Regions from separate parts of the Sus scrofa genome. Here region 2 is linked to region 1. A link is a contact called in public Hi-C data. All regions are on one chromosome and are shown on one strand. The core of a region is the stretch at or near the end of the contact, and the rest is flanking DNA. Distances in the headings are between cores, read along the strand shown.

Region 1 (6,749 bases), core at 3,523-6,022:
CTTGTTCTCTCTACTTTTATGTGTGTGTGTTTGAGATTTTCCATAATAGGGAGTTCCCATCATGGCTCGGTTAACAAACCCAGCTAGCATTTATGAGGACATGGGTTCAATCCCTGGCCTCGCTCAGTGGGTCAAGGATCTGGTGTTGTCATGAGCTGTAGTGTAGCTCACAGATGCAGCTCAGATCCCGCGCTGCTGTGGCTGTTGTGTAGGCCAGCGGCTACAGCTCCAATTGGACCCCTAGCCTGGGAACCTCCATATGCCGTGGGTGTGGACCTAAAAAGACAAAAGACAAAAAAAAAAAAAAGAAAGAAAGAAAGAAAGAAAGAAATTTTCCATAGTAAAAAGGGGGTTTTTTTTGGGGGGGGTAAATAAAATACTCCCCCCCCCAACACAGCCATAACTTTTTCTTTTAGATACACTGTACCTTATCAGTCTTACTAATGCTAAAAACAGCTATATTATCAAAACTGCCCCTCTCTCCCTGGCAAGAACTGCAAAAATGGTTGCCCCGTTTGAGTGAGATTTTGACATCATCACTATTCAGATGTTAAGTCATTTTAGCACAAACTCTGTGACATGCTCTCCATGAGAATCCAGTAGCCTAACATGATCTCTGAAAAGAATCATTATTTCCAAACCTGACAACTCTATCCTTTCATTTTATCCTTACAAATTAATCCCAGATCTTTCCAGAGCCTGACTGTTACTTGATATAGTATAATAAATCTAGCTGAGCCCAGACCAGAGATACTATTACTGACAAACCCATTCATTCATTCTTTCTCTCTCTCTTTTTTTTTTTTTTGTTTGTTTGTTTGCTTTTTAGGGCTGCACATGTGGCATATGAAAATTGACAGCCTAAAGGTCGAATCGGAGCTGCAGCTGTCGGCCTATGCCACAGCCACAGCAACTCAGGATCTGAGCCACGTCTGCTAACTATACCACAGCTCATGGCAATGCCAGATCCTTAACCCACTGAGTGAGGGCAAAGATCAAACCTGAGTCCTCATGGATACTGACCGGATTCATTACCACTGAGCCACAACAGGAACTCCATTCATTTATTTTTGAGATATAATTATGGCAAACCCATTTTGAGGAAGCAACTCTGGGTACTTGGTCTCAGAGTAGCCTCACCCACCTTCAGCAACAGACCAGAATCTCTATGTGCCCAGCTGCCTTTAGCTCAAGATGTCTCCTTGGCATATGGACTGGAAGTGAGTGAAAGGCAACCTCAGTGTAGATCACCAATTTCGATGTGGTAATAAAAGCGAGGTATCTTACCTGGTTCGCCCCAGCTCTACTCCACACCCCTGCACTCGGCTCCACTATCTGCTCACTGTTCCTGCCTGTGCGCCTCATGTCATTTCTTCCTCTCTCCATGTCTCAGAATACCACCATTGTCCCAAGGAGCCTTAGGATTCTCCTTTTGAAGCCTGGCTCTGTCTCAAACCTCTATAAGCACTACCTATTTGACACTTCTCATGCACTGAGCTACCTACAGTGTCACTCCTAGGATCCTTCCATGACTTTGTTCTCAGAGCTCTTCAAGAGCTCTACGACCAACCAGACTGTGAGGTGCTAGAGGACAGCAGAGCGTCGTATATCCTTCCAGGCTCTTCACAAAGCCCAGTACAGTGCTTGCTCTTGATACAGTAAATACAACTTGGTTGACTAACTAAACATCAATTTGCAAATGTTAAAGCTCTGCAACTCCACAGAGCTGATGTAGACTAAACAGGCTGCTACTGGTCTATGTGGCTTCTTTGTGCAATTTTTTTTTAAAGGTGCTTTCCGGGGGTACTGATCAAGTTTCTCCTGAACTGGTGATGTGTCTACAGGTAAAGTCCCAGCAACTTGGGACCTTCATTGTACATTAAGCATACCTCTGTAAAAATAAGTGGATGAATGAGCGAAAGGTACCCCCTTCCTGTAGGCAGACACAGCCCATACCAAGGCACATACTGCAAAGCCAGAGATAAGAGTTCAGCCTTCCCTGACCTGGCATTCCTTGGGAAATGCACAACCTATATAAGTGTTCATATGACCCTGAGACCAGAAGCAGAGAGCACTGCCTTAAGGAAATCTCTGATGCCCCAAGTGCCACATCATCCAAACAGCACTAGGTTAAGAGGCAGCACTATGGGTGTGGTGACACTGCTACTCACAGGATTCGAGCTCTTCAGCCACAAATGCTGGAGCTGCCCCCTCAGAGAGCCCAAATCAGCTCACAATGAAAATGAAGATACTAATTCAGCCTGGGGTGACAAGGGGTAATACAGCAACAGGAAAGAGCCAGGAATTGATTCCCCCAGAACCTCAGTTCCATTCCCATCAGGGGTTAGTAAAACAATTTCCACCTTATCTGACCTTCTACCTACCTCAATTCACAATATAATTCCCCCAAATTCACAAGCCAGCTTGAAATTATGCCAACGCTCTTTCCTGAATACCCAGAAGCACATGCCACAGGGCTTTTTCTCCATCAATGGGCCAATCTGTTCAGCAGCGTCTCAGAACAGAACATGCTAAATTTGGCATCAGGTACCTGAGACACTCTGGTGAGAGGAAGTAGAGTCATTCTGATGCTGAAGGAGAAACATACCATGGAGGTACAGCTCAGCTGAGGTGATGTGACAAGCTGAATATCAGCTAAAAGAATAAATTCCATCTCCTACGAGCCCCCAATCCTGAGCTTTGGTGAAAAATAGCCAGCTCACCACCTGCGCTTAACAACTGTAGGACCTTAGCACCACAGCCCATGTGTGTGTCTTGCCCACAGCCAGGAGCAAGATTATATGACTGCTAAATACAGCAGGAGATCATGGTTCCTTAACCCACTGTAGTTTGTGGGTCTACCCTGTAGCAAAACATATAGACAGGGAAGAAATGAAATACTGGGAAGGAATATGAGTAGGCACTAACCACTTTCTGTCCCTTTGAGCTGCCCAAGTCTTTCCAAAATCTCACATGCTTGGCTCTGCAACATCAGATAAACACCAAGCACAGCAGCCTGTTTGGTTACCAGAAGAGAAACACTGGATTCCCCATATAGAAAACTCCTAATAACAAGGTGTTTTTCCACTCTGCTGTAGATGCTTTCCCTTGGAAGGAAAGCTCTAAAGCCTAAGTGAGCCTTCCTCAAGCTAAAACTCAAAGAGCAGCTCAATGCGCAGCAAAATGGACAGTATTTGCAGTACTAAGAACGGTGTGCTAACAAACACAGATAGCTATTAGCATTACCATAATAGCTAATATAAAATGGGTAAATCCCCCTTCCAAAAGAGATGTTCACAGGCTGGCCTGTCTGTGGCAGGTTTCAGGCTACTAAGACCCTTTCATTTCTGTTAGTTGTCTAAGAAATGACTTCTGAGGAAATAAACCCGTAAGAGGCACAGCTGGGCAGCTGAAGAATAAAAAATTATGCTCCCTCACAGTTTATGTGCCCCCACATAGAAAAGCCAAGGCAACATTATCAGCAGACTCATATGGACTCAGAAGCACCCCTGGGTTTTGCTACTTCCCAGCTCTATTTGGTGTAAAGACAGTGCTTCCATTTTATCTTGTCTCTTGGTAGCTTTCCTGAGTGTTCAGTCTACTAATTTATTATAGATTGCCATTTTCTTCCTCTGCATTTCCTTTCCACTTGATTGTTTATACAACCTCAACTGGCATACATTTTAAACAAGCTGGTTTTAGAGTATTTGATCAGATATGTCTGTTTAAAGCATTCCACTGATTTGAGTGGTAACCTAAGTCATAAGACAACATGAACATACTCGGTTCTAGATGATTCAACAGCATTTTTGCTTCACCCCAAAGTGTTTCACTAAACCATGATGAAAGCACATGACCCTGTTACTATTGTTGAGCCTAAATAAGTACCTTGTGGTGTCCAGTACCACTTTCCCTTCCTCCAAAGATGATTTTGACTACTAAATGCCTGAGGAAAGCGTATGACCAAGTTCATGGTTCAACTATTTCCATATCTTTCTGCTCCTCGCAGTGACACTTATCTTCCCTGACAGCCACTCCCATTGTGCTCTTTCCTTGGCCCAACACAATGGACAAATGCAGACACAAGCAGACAGGGAAGACGTTTTCCATCCCACTGCTTCCCAGTGCAGAAGAACCAGGCTGAGGTTACATAAGCCCCTCCTTAGCCTGGCACTGGGGGAAAGCGAATTTGGGGTTCGTGACGGAGTCACGGTCTGCAGGCCCAGACTGACCCTGCGCTCACCATCCTGCTTTACTAAGGCAGGACGGCTGTAATGGAAGGGATGCTTCTCGCGACTGACCACTCGGCTCACGTCAGTCCGACTGGGCTCAAAGTGTAGCTGGACGTCCGATCTCGCTGTCCAGACTAGACTGCAGGGTCGTGGGCCCCAGCTTCGGCCTCAGGCTGCAGTTCCCGCCCCCGGGCGCCTTGCCCTGCGCTTACCTGCCCGGGCCAGGGCCGGGGCCGGGGCCGGGGCCGGGGCCTGGACCCGGTGGTCCGGCGGTAGCCCGTGCCCCGCCTGCTGCCAAGAGCTGTCCGCCGCCAGCCGGTGCTGAAGGCGGCTTCCCTACCCCGGGGCCCGGGCCGGGGCCGGGGCCGGAGCCTCCGGGCGGCAGCGGCCCTTCGCCAACGCCGCCCTCCAGGCTGGCCTCGTTGCCCATGGCGGGCAGACGGGCGGGGCCGAGGTCGCACTGGGCCCGGGCCGGCGGCTCCCGGGCAGCTGCTCACACGCTCCGCGCCGCCGCCGCCGCCGCCGCCATCTCCCAGCTCGGCTCGCGCCGCCGCCTGCCGCTGCGCATGCGCGGCCCTCGTGCCTCTTCCCTGTACACACCCCCACCCCACGCACGCGCGCGCTCCCTCCTGCTGGTGAGGACGCGTGTCCAAGAGCCCCCGGCGGAGTGGCGGGGAAACAGCCGCCTTGGCCCGCGCATGCGCCTTCCGGGGCCGCCAAAGCCGGCGTTCGCTATCCGGGGCCCAGCAAGTGTCGGCAGGAGCATCCGATCAAACCAGGATTGGAGAGACACAGACCACGAGAAAGGGCTGTGAGGGCGACCCGCCGTACCCTGCCCTGGAGTCAGTGACGCTTACTGCCTCAGAGAACTCAGGAATGGGAGCTCTCATTTGGGTAACTTCAGGGTCCCAACTGGCAGACTTCGTGGGAACAGGCCTCAGAGAGGGGTCACTGAGTGTAGCATCAAAGGATGTTTAGGAGTTGGAGAAATAAATGAACAAGTGTGTTCAGAGGCGCATTGTCATGGAAGGACTGAGATAAAGGATGCTGGGTGATGGGACTGGTTATGAGGGTCTCAAAGGGATTGAAGACTTTATCCAGATGTCGCCATGGGAACCATCTGGGTTTCATGCTGAGCCCTTGTCCCAGGGGAAGGAGTTTCAGGAAGTGTCCCTGGGAAAGGTGGAGGGTGTGTCAGGGCTGGCCTGAAGCCAGATGGAAGGTTGCCTCAGCAGGCCCTGGGACAGTGACCTTGAGGATGAGGAAAAGGAGTTGATGTTTCTTAGAGTCCTTGGGCTGTGGTTCCCAGGGACTGTCTAGACGAGGGGCTGCAGGCTGCCTCTGCATTAACCTGAGAGCTCACCAAATTATTTTTCCATTACCTCAGTTTACAGACTTCGGTGTCTGCATACTACTCTGCCTCCTGGCTTCTTACACAAACCTGTACTTTCCTGAGAGAGAATACTTCTTAGAAGATCCAGACTATACTCCAAACTTCCTGGCTTCATAAATCATGGCTGTGTACGAGTTCCTGTCATGGCACAGCAGAAACGAATCCGACTAGGAACCATGAGGTTGCGGGTTCAATCCTGGCCTCGCTCAGTAGGTTAAGGATCTGGTGTTGCCATAAGCTGTATTGTAGGTCGCAGATGTGGTTCAGCTGTGGCATAGGCCGGAGGCAACAGCTCCAATTAGATCCCTAGCCTGGGAACCTCCATATGCCACGGGTGCATCCCTATAAGGACAATCAATCAATCAATCAATCATGGCTGTGAAGAAGAACTTGAGTAAACTTGGACCTATTTTACAAACCCATTTAATTCTGCTAATGATGAAGAATAAATCAAATGTGATGTCAGCATTTCTAACCTGACCTGGAATAACTCAGAAAACCCAATGAACACTGATAACCAGGCTGATGGACAGACTTTGGCTGGGCCTTCCCATGCATTCTTATCTGCTCCCTCAACCTCTGGGATGGAGCTCCTGAAGCTTGGATCCCTGAATTGACTGACTCTGCTGCCTGGGATGATGAGAGCCTCTCTGCCTGTGTTATGATGGTCTTCACTGTGTTTCCTCCTGTGTTTGAATCATCTTTGTATCTGGTGCTCATCTAGGCTCTACAAGGATCCATGTTTCAGCTGTGCCACTTCCCAAATGGGATCTTAGCAACTGACTTAGGCTCACAAAGCCTCCATTTCCTAGCCTGCAAAGTTAGAATAATAGTAGTTCTCATTGTAGCTCAGTAGGTTCAGAATCCAACATGTGTCCATGAGGATGCAAATTCAATCCCTGGCCTCTATCAGGGGGTTAAAGATCCAACATCACCACAAGCCACAGCATAGGTCGAAGATAAGGCTTGCTGTGGCGTAGGCCAGCAGCTACAGCTCCAATTCAACCTGTAGCCCTGGGAACTTCCATATGCCACGGGTGCAGACATTAAAAAAAAAAAAAAAAGGTTATAATATTAGCCTCTCTTAACTGGGTGGGGGTGTGTGTTTGGTTGTGAGAGTGGAG
Region 2 (6,685 bases), core at 509-3,008, 50 kb before region 1:
AGGTTCCATCCCTGGCCTGGGAACTTCTGTATGCTGTGGGCATGACAAAAAATAAAGAAAGAAAGAAAGAAAGAAAAAGAGAGAGAGAGAGAAAGAAAAGAAGGAAAAGACATAACCTCACTTTTTAAAATTTATAGTTTCTTTTCTTTTTTTTCCTTTTTTCTCTTTTTTGCCTTTTAGGGCCACACCTGTAGCACGTGGAAGTTCCCAGGTTAGGGGTCAAATCGGAGCTACAGCTGCCAGCCTATGCCAGTCATGGCAATGTGGGATCCGAGCTGTATCTGCATTGCTTTCAGCAATGTCGGATCCTTAACCCACTGAGTGGGGCCAGGGATCAAACCCGCATTCTCTCGGATACCAGTTGGGTTCGTTACCGCTGAGCCATGATGGAAACTCCCCATAGTTTCATTTTTCACTTAAGTTATTTGTGGCTGGAATTTAAAAGCAGCCTTTGAAAGCTAATCAGAAGCTCCAGAGAGCCCTTTATAACATGTGAAGGGACTGTAGCCCCGTGCCCAGGCCGTGTAAGGTCTGTGGCTTCTCCTGAGAAATGTAGCAATTTCTATTGCGTTTGTTTTGTATGATGAAGGTGAGCCCCTGATATTCCCACAAATGTGCTCCTCCCCATCTTCCTCTTAGAGTCTCTGACTCCCTCCTCCTCTCATCCCATGTCAGTCACCAGGAAATCTTATTGGCTTCAGAGTCAGGCCACTCCCACAGCCTCCTTGCTCCACCTGATTCAAGGCACTGTGTCCTCTTTTTTTCAGTTTTGTTCAAGCCTGGCTGCTCCTACTTGCCCCTCTTCGGTCTTCTCTATATGGCAGCCAGGATAATCCTTTATGTACACAAATCAAAACGCTTCCCTCCTCAGCTTAAACCCTCCTCTCCTTTCCATAGGAAAAACCAAAGGTTTTACAATGGCCCATAAGGCCCCACACATTCAGCCCCTTTCCCTCCCATCTTCTACTAATCGCTCTCTCCCCTGTGTCCCCTTCCCTTATGCCAGGCCCACCTCTGCCCCTCGGCAACTGTAGCTGCTGGCACATGTGCTCTCTCAAGTCTTTGCTCTTATTCACTTTCCTTTCAGGGATGCCTTCCTGGACCAGCCTGTTTAAAATGCAGCTTTAGCCCCTCCTGCCTCTTTGTTCTCATGGCACTGAGCACCCTCCGACTCACTATATACATATGTACTGCTAGTGTGTGCCCTCCATGGTTCCTGCATTAGCTTGCCAGTGCTGTGGGCAGGGCCTCTGTGCTTTCCCCACAGCTGTACCCCACAGCCTAGCACAGTGCCCGGAACATACTGGATGCTCAATATGTGTTTCCTGGCAGGACGGACTGCAGGCACTTCATGACTCAGAACAGTAAAATGTGGCCCCGAAGTGTGTTTGAGCTGAGGAAACATGGCATGTGACTGGCATGGCACACAGCCCTCTCCTGGATCTAACCCCATGTGGGACAGAATAGCAAGAACAACTGGAGTCCCCTGTCACCGCTGGCTGCACCCCCAGTCCTACCACATAGAACACTCCGCCAATCATAGTAGTGTTCATGCCAACCGAGTCCTCACCATGAGCACCGCCGTGTGCCAAGCACTTGTCACACGTTAACTCCTTTAGGCCTCACAGGAAATCCATGAGGTAGGATCCAATTCATCTATTTTGCAGACAAGGAAATTGCTGCACATAGAAGTTAAGGAATTAGCAAAGCCAATATGACTTGCACATGGTGGAGCTGGGATTCCAATATCAAGGTCGCCAGTCCTTATCCTTAACTGCATTCCCACAAGGCCTCTCTAGAGGAGCAGCATGAGGCAGTGGAAGGGTGGGAAGTGCTGCAATTTGGGTTCTTTGGATTCTTTTCCCTTTTTCCTGAGGAGTGGTTTAAGTGGAGGTTCCCCAGGAAGTGGTCTCTGACATCTTGCCTCCTACTATAGCCCGGGCCCCAGCACCACTCTGGGCACTGAGTAGACATCCAACAAGCGTAGATATTAAGTGGACAGGAAGATGTGTGGGCCGTGCAGTGGGCTCTTGGAGTGTGGCTGAGCTAGAGCAGTGACGTGACTGAATCATGACCACTGCCCCTCGAGTTGGCCAGCAATGCTGACTCAGAGAAAACCACACTCATTCATTCATTCATCCGAGCATTCAGTCATTCACAAACATTTAGCAGCCCTTGGAATGACAGTTCTAGGCCCCGGAATTGGTACTGATGGTATGAATGGACTATGTCTCTTCCAAGGGAAGGTGAGTTCACAGGTGTTCATTGTATTGCTATCCTTTACATCTTATACATATTTTATGAGTATTCTTATGTTCTTTATAAACACCTATTCAATATTTAATTAAAATAAATTTTTAAAAAAGTGAATCAGAAAGGGATCCAGTGCTCTGGGAGCCTCGTCTAGAGAGGAGACAGATGTACGAACAAACTGAAGCAAGACACCCCCACACAGTCAAGGGAGGGGCAGAAGCCTGAGCAGACTTTGAGGACCAGGAAGCATCTAAATTATGTCTAAATTGATGGGCTTTTCTCCCCAAGGCTAAGGAAAATTGAGGCAGAGGGGAAGCACATGCAAAGGCCCAGAGGCATGATAAGGTATAAGTCAGGGCTATTCCCAGGACCTATAACAGCTCCTAGCCACAGTGTGCACCCAACTACCCTGAAGGACATGAAAGCTCTGGGCTAAAATGGAGAAGGCCAGGAGAGTGAGGCCTCTAAGCTTTTCAAACAAGGGAGTGCTCTGGTTCTCTGTCAAGGACATGGTGGAGGTAGGGAGTCAGTGAGAATAAGGCAATAGCCCAAGAGATAGTCCAGGGACTGAGAAAGAGGGAAGGTTCAGTAGGGGTATTCTGGATTGGGATCTAGGAAGAAGTGGTCCTTTTGATTCAGATGGGGGATCCAGAGAGAGAAGCCAATTGGTGGGTAGATATTGGGGAGTGAAATAGCAAAATCAAGAGGTTGTATTTAGTTTTGTTGAGTTGGTTGTGGTTGTGGTTGGGGGGCATCCAAGAGACATCAGGAGGTGGGCGAGAGTTTGGGTTCAATTCAGGTATGTCTAGATATTTTGATCTGGGAGAGTTAAGGGTTCAGTTCACAGACAAGTCTCAGGGAGAGAGATCACAGCTAGGGCAGTAGTCCAGCAAAAATTTATGGGGAGCACCCACATTTATGGGAACAGAAGGGATGCCAGAAACAGAGAAGTCATAGAAAAGAGAACAAGACACAACCCCCAGGGTTAGAGTAGTTCCCACAGGAAGGGCATTCAACAATTTGCTCTACATCCATAAGGGCTGTCAAGCCTCAGAAGCCCTGGAGAAAAAGACTATGCCCAGGAAGGCCATGAGCCCTATTCCACCCAGTCCAGCTCAGATGGGACCAGCTCCCTATCCTGCTGAACACAGGGCCTGCCCAGGGCCAGAGATTCAGATCTGTCTGTGACACACTTCTGGACACTGGTCCCAAGTGTCAGGGGGCCAGGGTGGTTGGAGTAGCCTCAGACCTCCTTAGAAGGGCAGAACCGCACCCTCCAGGAGGCCCTCCTGACAAAGGTCTCCACTGGCAGGGAGGGAGGCATCCACAGGTGGGACCCAGCCCAGCCCCAGTGAAGACCTGGTTTCCTGGATATGGCCCATCAGCAGTGAGAGCCCTAGAGGCTAAGTGGTCCTCCCAGCAGCCTCTGGAAGCTGTGTTCCTTGGGGAGAGCTGGGATGAGGACAGGTGAGCAGGAGGGGAGAGGGACACTTTAACAGAATGGGAAAGACACAGGAGGACAGGTAAGTGAAGAAGGAGGAAGAGGGCAGAAATATGAAGGAGTGGCCAGAAGACAAGCAAGGGAAGACTCAAAATGCCTTTTCCAGGGATAGGTTTTTGGTTTTTTGTTTTGTTTTGTTTTTGTTTTTTTTGGTCTTTTTGGTCTTTTTGCCATTTCTTGGGCCGCTCCCGCGGCACATGGAGGTTCCCAGGCTAGGGGTTGAATCAGAGCTGTAACTGCTGGCCTACACCAGAGCCACAGCAACGTGGGGTCCAAGCCACGTCTGCAACCTACACCACAGATCACAGCAACGCCAGATCATCAACCCACTGAGCAAGGGCAGGGATCGAACCTGCAACCTCATGGTTCCTAGTCGGATTCGTTAACAACTGCACCACAATGGGAACTCCCTCCAGGGATAACTATTTTTAAAAGATAGCCAAGAAAAGTAGAGGATGTAAAAATAGCTGTATTTCTACCAGCTTTTCTCCTTTTCAGCATCTAAGGATATTGACTGATCAGAAATAAGTCTTAAAGCTGGTTAGGAGGGCAGAATCAATCTAGTCAGCATCCCCCACCCCGACCCAGCTTTCCTCAGTAAACTTGGGCCTTCTGTTCCAAACAGTGACCACTCCTGGAAGGACAATCCAGACCACGCTGGTTAGAAGCTGGGCTCCCCTCTGTTAGAAACCCCCAAGAAATGCATGAGTCCAAGTAGCTCCAGTGACCAAAGATGCTCAGAGCCCAGGTATGTCCATTAAGGGCAGAGCCAACAGGGAGAGCCGTGGCTGCCCTAGTCCATGGTAGGAAGGTGCTGGAGGCACTCTGGCAGCTGCCCTCAGGGAGGGGCTGCTCAGGCAGAGGCTGACTAGTGCAAAAAGCAGGGAGGCATGGAGCTGGTTTGGGCTCTGAGGGAAACTAGGCTGGATCCACATCATAGCATTCTGGAGCATGCACCCCATTGCTTCCAGTTGAATATCTGTGAGGGGAATATTTCACACAAATAAGTGGCTGTCTTTGCTCCCTAGGAGGGGAGTGAACTTAAGAAACTGCTTTTCTAAGTCAGAGCAGCCAGAAGAATCCCATAGCTTCAAACACGGTTTTGATGAATTCATGGCTGACCTTTCCACAACAGGAAATTACAGCCAGGAAGATGCCAATGGAAGACCCGCCCCCCTTTAAAGACCAGGCCAGGAAGGACCAGGAGGCCAGCACAACAAGCAGAGAAGGCAGGAGCTACAGAACAGTGAGCACCACGATCTAGGTCCTGGGTCCTTGAGCAGCTCTCTCAAGAAGTTTGAACTTTAAAAAAATTCCAGCTGTCACACAAGAAAACATTTCCTGACCTGCCCATCTTTCAGGCCAATGGCCTCCTGCCTTTTTGACCATGGGTCCCTATCAATCCAACATGTTTGTATACTTCCAACATACACGAGTATTTATTTACCAATTACGTGCATCTATATTAGTGATAAAATACCTCCCCAAATGGCAAAGTCGGAAATGACGAGAGGACATAAATGTAAAGAGGAGTTTTCACGTTTTTTTCCCATGCCTCAGTTGACTGTCCTATCTCCTCCCCCTCCCAGCACGTGTGCCCCAGTTCAAAGGCCACTGTAGGGAAATTCTTAATCTCTCAGTCTTTAAAGAAGTCTACTGGTTGCCATGACCAGATTCTCTCTTGCTCTCAGCCCTGCCTCATTGAAGGTGTACCTAGGTCAGTGTCAGGGTTGCCCTCACCAGCCTTTCTGACCATCTATGAACCAAAAAGAAATTGTTCTGCTGACAGCAGCAACACAGAGGAGAGGATCTCCATAACACTTAGCCGAAGTACCTGGGATTGGACAGGAAGCCAGTACCGTGGCTCATAGCCTCTGAGATGCTCTCTTGGAGCCAGGAGATGCCCCGCTGGCTGGGGAGGGAAGGTGCCACTCACAGGGTTCCTAGGTGGGGGGCAGGAAGGGGTCATACTATAAGCAGAGTTCCCAAGAGGCTGACATCTTTCCTTTTCAACTTCCCAGCCCCCTGAAGGTGCTGCCCCTCTAAGAGGGCAAGATTCCAAGAGACAAAAGACTCCAGAGAACCATTAGCTTCTCTTTGGTTCAGGTGGTGACAAAGCATCATGAGAATTTGATAACAGCCCTCAAAGCAGGTACTTAATGACACACTTGGGCAAACACGTTCCCACACCCCTAAGCAGACAAACCCATGCAAGAAACCATTAGTGTTATCCAGATACCCACCACCTCCACTCATCCTTTCTGCTCAGAAACATCTACCAGTTGGGATTCTTCCTGTGACCTAACAAGCTTCACTGATCCCAGGCAGGGAACTCATTTAGGGCACCTAGCTCTGACTGCTTTGCTCTTGCTGAAGGAGAGTTTGGGATGAGGCTGCAAGTGGGTCAGGAAGGCTGAGAACGTGAGAAGAGAGACAGGTAGGAATAAGAATTGCTTTGGGAAAGCTACCAGCATAAGGGGAGAGACCAGCAGGAAGCTGGGGGCGAGATGGGAGCCAGGCTGTAACTGCAAGGAAAGGAAGCCCTGGAGACCTCGTTCCCAGCCCTGATGCCTATATGGGTCCACCAGGTTGAGAGCATCTCTCAGGACTACCTGATTTGGCCCTGGTTCCCTTTAGGCCAAGCCAGTCTCCAGGATCTGGAACAAGGATGGGAAATAAAGGTAACTTTCCTTTAATCCCATTAATTTGTAGTGTCTGCCTAGAGGGCAGAGTATGAGAAAGATCAGTGGGAAAATTTGTTGTCATCAATTAGTAAGGTCTTTGATGAACCCAGAAATAGGGTATATAAGCACAAAGGCTATGGACTTGTCACCCATGATGCAAAACCAAACCAGACCCTTGGGCCTGCCTCAAGTGGTAACCCAGTTTCCTGGAGTGTCTCACTCAGAATGTCTCTTGCACCACAGTGCT

The links. A called contact is a pair of places that touch in the nucleus more often than the background predicts.
Region 2: a Hi-C map of skeletal muscle shows a contact between it and region 1, with 2.8 times the contacts expected there. The contact joins the enhancer-like site here to the promoter of BSN in region 1. A contact is called at or near these places in 2 of 5 promoter capture datasets (fetal liver and skeletal muscle), 4 of 47 Hi-C or Micro-C datasets (embryonic fibroblasts, heart right ventricle, skeletal muscle and 1 more) and 1 of 2 datasets of contacts at active chromatin or transcription factors (skeletal muscle).

The regions. Positions count from the first base shown.
Region 1 is chr13:32,104,990-32,111,738 of Sscrofa11.1, reverse strand. It overlaps BSN (protein bassoon), which reads right to left and starts at 4,772. Exons shown (of 12, transcript XM_021068762.1): 1 at 4,445-4,772. The coding sequence starts at 4,662.
Region 2 is chr13:32,152,109-32,158,793 of Sscrofa11.1, reverse strand. All of the region lies in intron 1 of BSN (protein bassoon), which reads right to left. Among named protein-coding and RNA genes, the nearest start is that of BSN, 48 kb to the right of the region's middle. Within about 2 kb of position 1,758, at least 4 of the 83 cell types and tissues checked have an H3K27ac peak or open chromatin away from gene starts, as enhancers often do. A contact at or near this core is called in skeletal muscle, where this site is marked.